Linked DNA regions of Mus musculus: region 1 is linked to region 2. A link is a contact called in public Hi-C data. All regions are on one chromosome and are shown on one strand. The core of a region is the stretch at or near the end of the contact, and the rest is flanking DNA. Distances in the headings are between cores, read along the strand shown.

The links. A called contact is a pair of places that touch in the nucleus more often than the background predicts.
Region 1: a contact with region 2 is called in a Hi-C map of Sertoli cells, with 2.4 times the contacts expected there. The contact joins two enhancer-like sites. A contact is called at or near these places in 2 of 484 Hi-C or Micro-C datasets (Sertoli cells and cardiomyocytes).

The regions. Positions count from the first base shown.
Region 1 is chr9:106,264,193-106,266,892 of GRCm38.p6, reverse strand. Gm33564 (a long non-coding RNA gene) reads right to left here. Exons shown (of 8, transcript XR_001779297.2): 3 at 2,339-2,415; 4 at 1,568-1,677. Among named protein-coding and RNA genes, the nearest start is that of Gm33564, 4.5 kb to the right of the region's middle. Within about 2 kb of position 1,347, at least 10 of the 459 cell types and tissues checked have an H3K27ac peak or open chromatin away from gene starts, as enhancers often do. A contact at or near this core is called in Sertoli cells, where this site is marked.
Region 2 is chr9:105,696,876-105,699,575 of GRCm38.p6, reverse strand. Col6a6 (collagen, type VI, alpha 6) reads left to right here. Exons shown (of 37, transcript NM_001102607.1): 35 at 244-915. Among named protein-coding and RNA genes, the nearest start is that of Pik3r4, 55 kb to the right of the region's middle. Within about 2 kb of position 1,440, at least 22 of the 459 cell types and tissues checked have an H3K27ac peak or open chromatin away from gene starts, as enhancers often do. A contact at or near this core is called in Sertoli cells, where this site is marked.

The sequences.
Region 1 (2,700 bases), core at 98-2,597, 570 kb before region 2:
GGACAGTAGCCAGGGAGGCTTTGAATGTTGTGCAGGGGGCATCAACCTCCTGTCCATAGGCAGTAGGGTATGCTGGGCATGCCAAGGAGGGGCACCTTCCCACCTCCATCCAGATGTTGCCTCTCTGAGCAGTATTTCTCTATGTTCCACCTCCTTTTTTGTATGGCTATCTTACCTTCAGTGTCCAGATTTCCTTCTTATGAGCCCAGTCTCATTTAGGATAAGTTTGTTTAACCTGACATAACTGACATTTGCAAAGCCCCTATTTCAAAATAAGATCAGATTCGCCGACACCAGCGGATGCAGTTGGGTATCTTTTTAGGGCTGCTATAATGCCTGATACGTGCTTACCTGTCAACAGGTGATGTCTTTTTTACATTAAAAAATGATTTATTTATTCTCATTTTATGTGCCTTGGTGTTTGCCTGTCTGTCTATGCAAGGGTGTCAGACCTTGGAATTACAGGCAGTTGTGAGCTGCCATGTGGGTGCTGGGAACTGAACCCAGGTCCTACTGGAAGAGTAGCCAGGGCTCTTAACCACTGAGCCATCTCTCCAGTCCCCAACAAGTGATGTCTTAAACAAAAAAGAGAGGCTAGGGGAAGCTGAGAAAGCTTAGACTGACAGAGTTTCCATGTATGTATCCACATATTCACAGGAGCAGCTGTGTGTGTTGTGTGTGTGTTGTGTGTGTGTGTGGGGGGGGGGCAGTGACGTATGCACAGGAAGCAAAGCATTCCTCACAGTGTCCCACCCAAGAGGTCTGGGCCAAGTCACTGGAGGACCTCAGTTTACAGCCAGGCCCAAGGCAAAATATCAACTTCCTCGTGGAAAGGTCACCAAGCTTTAGTCCTCTGAAGTTTTCTAAGGAATGTTAAACAAGGCCACCACTGACATCATGTACAGATAGATCCACGGGAGCCTTGTACTTCCAAGGCTGCCCAAACCCACAGCTCTGTCTGGATGGAGGAGGCGTGTGTTGTGGGGGGAGGGTGCAGTCCAACTGGCATAGCCACTTGTGGAGTCAAGGATCGGAGAACCTCGGCGGAGATTATAGACAGCCACCTCCAGGCAAAGAAGGAGTAGATCTGCCCCTCCCTAACCCTTCTGTAACTCTCAGACATCTGGAATCAGACTGGCTCAGCGAAACCTTTTTCCTCACAGTTGCCCGTGGGAGTCCTCCTGGGCCAGGTGGCTGGGTTGGGATGGGATGGGAAGGCTTGTGTCTCTCTGATTCCTAGTCCAGTCAGAACCTTCTGGCTTCTGCCATGAGACAGCCTATGAGCTCATCAGGTTCCTGGTGGAGAGCTGGGTGAACCGAGTTCGTTTGCACTGCCTTGGCCTGTGTGTGGCTTCAGGAACAGGTCATGCTCCAGGATTTAGGACACAGGTTAGCTGATAAGGCCCATGGAGCCGGTGATATGACCCGCAGGGTCACTCCCTCTGCCCAAGTCTAGATACTTGTTTCCCTCTTTAGACTCCAGATCAAGGACTCCAGATCTGTCATGGACTCAGAAAACCCCCCAGTACCACCCCACCCCCGCTGCTCCCTCCTATGATAGTCCCACCTTCTCCAGCCTGGCTGGTCTGAGAGGTCCAAGCTCCAGGAACTCTTTGAGGGTGCTCCAGGCACCCCTCATTTGATAGCAGCTCCCTGTCCTCACCCCTGAACTGGACACTGTGAAGTGAAGCCATCAAAAAGCCTTAATTAATTAGTCTCCTGGAGCAGACGGAGATTAAAGAGATCAATAAGTTCAGGGGGATAGAGGGAGCTTGAGAGCAAGCTGGGGAGGGACAGGGGATGGCAAAGGCTCTGGAGGTCATAGAGAGTAGACTCTAGGACAAGGGAATAAGGTGAGAGAAAACCAAGAGCTTGCTGCACCAAGTTGGAAGGAGCATTGCAGACAGAAAGGCAGAGGTGGCAGGGGCCCCAGGTAGGGATTTCTTGGTTGAACTTAAGGGATAGAAAAACGAGGGGCTATCAACAAAGTGGCTAGGATTTGCAGCTTCCTGTGAGGAAGTTGCTCCTGGAAGGGAGACTGCTTCAAGCTGTGGAGGGACTGTGCATAGTTTGGGCTTTCAACAGGGCTCTCTGATCCTACTGACATGCCACAATCACACGGATTTCTGGCATCTTGGGTTCGATGGGAAGAGAAGTTCTGGCTAAGTCAAGAACCCTGGGCCAAGTGATGGAGAGATGGCTCAGTGGTTAAGAGCACTGACTGCTCTTCCAGAGGTCCTGAGTTCAAATCCCAGCGACGCATGGTGGCTCACAACCACTGGTAATGAGATCTGATGGCCTCTTCTGGTGTGTCTGAAGACAGCTACAGTGAACTTACATATAATAATAGATCTTTGGGTCGGAGTGAGCCAGCAGGTCTGACCGAAGCAGAGTTGACCGGAGCGAGCAGAGGTCCTAAAATTCAATTCCCAACAATCACATGAAGGCTCACAACCGTCTGTACAGCTACAGTGTACTCATATACATAAAATAAATAAATAAATCTTTTTTTAAAAGTTTAAAAAATAAAATAAATAAGTCTAAAGAAGAAGAAGAAGAAGAAGAAGAAGAAGAAGAAGAAGAAGAAGAAGAAGAAGAAGAAGAAGAAGAAGAAGAAGAAGAAGAAGAAGAAAGGAGAAGGAGAAGGAGAAGGAGAAGGAGAAGGAGAAGGAGAAGGAGAAGGAGAAGGAGAAGGAGAAG
Region 2 (2,700 bases), core at 191-2,690:
ACACAACAGTCAAAATTAAACTTCAATAGAACACAATTTAAAAACTGGTAGCATGGAGTCAAGGACTCACAGCCTGGTATCAGATCTGGACATCTTGGTGATAAACTCTCACTCTTGGTGTCAGAGATATAACTATTTTATGAGCAAAATCTATGTAGTGCCTGCATGCTCAAATAGCTGAGGTAGAACCTTCCTACTCTTTGTCTCGATCTGCTTAGTAACTCTAAATGACTTGGTTTGCAGATCTATGCAAGCCGGATGCTTCGTGTGACCAAGCCAAACCACCCCCCATTCAGTCCTACCTGGACACTGCATTCCTACTGGATGGCTCTCGGCACGTGGGAAGTGCAGAGTTTGAAGACATGAGAGACTTTCTAGAGGCACTGCTAGATCACTTCGAAATCACTTCGGAGCCAGAGACATCTGTCACTGGAGACAGGGTGGCCCTGCTGAGCCATGCCCCCCTCGACTTCCTACCCAACACCCAGAGGAGTCCGGTTAGAACTGAGTTCAACCTAACCAGCTATAGCAGTAAGCGCCTCATGAAGAGACACGTGGATCAGGCAGTCCAGCAGCTGCATGGAGATGCTTTTCTTGGCCATGCCCTCGGGTGGGCACTGGACAACGTCTTTTTAAACACCCCCAATTTGAGACGAAACAAAGTCATATTTGTGATATCTGCTGGGGAAACCAGCCACCTGGATGCGGAAACCTTAAAGAAAGAGTCCCTACGAGCCAAATGTCATGGGTATGCCCTCTTTGTCTTTTCCTTGGGCCCTGACTGGGATGACAAGGAACTGGAAGACCTGGCCAGCCACCCCGTAGACCAGCACTTGATCCAGCTTGGCCGAATTCATAAACCTGACCACGGATACAGTGTGAAGTTTGTGAAGTCTTTTATAAACTCCATCAGGCGTAAGTCAGAAAACTGTTCCTGTACATAAGAGCCTGCTCCGTAATTCCCCAGAAGGGCAATGTGCTGGCGTGCATGCTTGGACACCTCTTGTTTGTCTTCAAGGGCATTGCAGGGTCAGAGAGGAAAATATGTAATAATGGATGGTGGAAGGGAGGACACTCTGGTTCCTAAGCATTTAATTTTCTGGCTCATCATATTTTTTTTTTATGCCTCTGGTTCCTATGGAGAAGCAATCATAACAAGCAGCTGTCCACACATCTGTCTGCACAGAGAGGTGTAGTCTGGGGGGTGTGAAATCACAGCCTGGACTCGGGCTCCCTTGCCATGTAACCCTAACAAGCTACCCTTTGGTAAGAGGTTTCTGCAGTTAACACAGAGAGAGAGAGAGAGAAGCCAGAGAAAAACAGAAACAATTCTTGGCTTTGCTTGGACAAGTTCCAAAGTCTGAGCTGGGAGTGTTAAAGAGATATCGTTTTTTATCGGTCAGAATGAAAGGCATGGCTTTGTATAACTTTCTCCCAACTCCATGACCTTGTAGGATTCACTCACGAGAATAACTGTGCCTGTAAGGAGACAAGCATGGGCTGTTTTTCTTGGCTGGGCGTCCTGAGAAATCTGCAGTCCATTTTGGATGCAGCAGGGATGGCCGAGGAGCCGTGTCCAGATATGAGGCTGAAGGCAGACAGGCAGTGGGTAACTATATCTGTTTTCAGAGCCTGCTGACTCTTGTCCAAGGGAGTGCAGATAAGGAGACAGGCATGCACAGGTTGAAGAAGGCATGTGCGAGTGCCTGGCTAATTCCTAAAGCTGTCATCGTATTGAAGAGTGAGGTGGGATGAGCCTGCAGATGTGCTGAGCAGTGCAGAGAGACTGCTGGTGGGGTTGATGGCAAATCCTACTCAGTGTGAGTCTAGGACCAGCACCAACTACCAGCTGGGGCTGGTTAGACGCAGGCTTCAGCCCCACCCGATGATGTATCTTACCCGAGCTCCCAGGATACACATATACAAGGTTTTAGAAACACGGGTATGGGAATAGTGAGCCCCCCAGAGTGAGATTCATTTCCATAGATTCTGGAACTGAAACCCCAAAGAGGAGTTTTGGGCAAGGGGTCACCCTGAAGGAAGTCTTTTATAAGGGTTGACCAAAAGACCACTTGGTAAGTCTCTGGTAAACTCGAAAAGAAGCTTGCTTGATGGCCCACAAGTGTGGGGGAGAGAGGGTAAGACTTGCCCTGAAATTTCCTTCCTGGTATTCCAGAATTCTTCCTGCTCTTCCCTGCCTGGGCATCCAGTCACATGATCAGATGCCAGTCACATGATCAGATGAGGCAGCCCCTCCCTCTTAGGACAAAAGCAGAAATGTTTTAAGCTAAGAGCAGGTGGGACTCACGGGAGACACAGAGAGTGTTCTGAACACTGAGCGTGATACAGCCGCCTACTCCATTTCCAAAGCTGTGATATCTAGAAAGTGCCATCTTTAAAACACAGCTGCAGGAAGTGAATTCTACCACAGGCCCATGGTCATGCCCATTCAACACAGTGTTCATTGCTGATCATCTACTCTGAGCCACTGGCTGCACCAGTGCTAGGCTTAAAGAATAGACTTGGCCAGATGCCCTCTGAAGCTTCGGATGCCTTCAAAGTGTCTGTGACTCATTTGGCGCACGACCACAAAGCAGACAGCAGGACATGGTCCACTTCAGAGCAGCACATTCCCTAAGGGAGGCAAAGCTGCTGAGTCAGCAACCTTCTACATACTGTTCAAATAAGAAAAGAAAACCC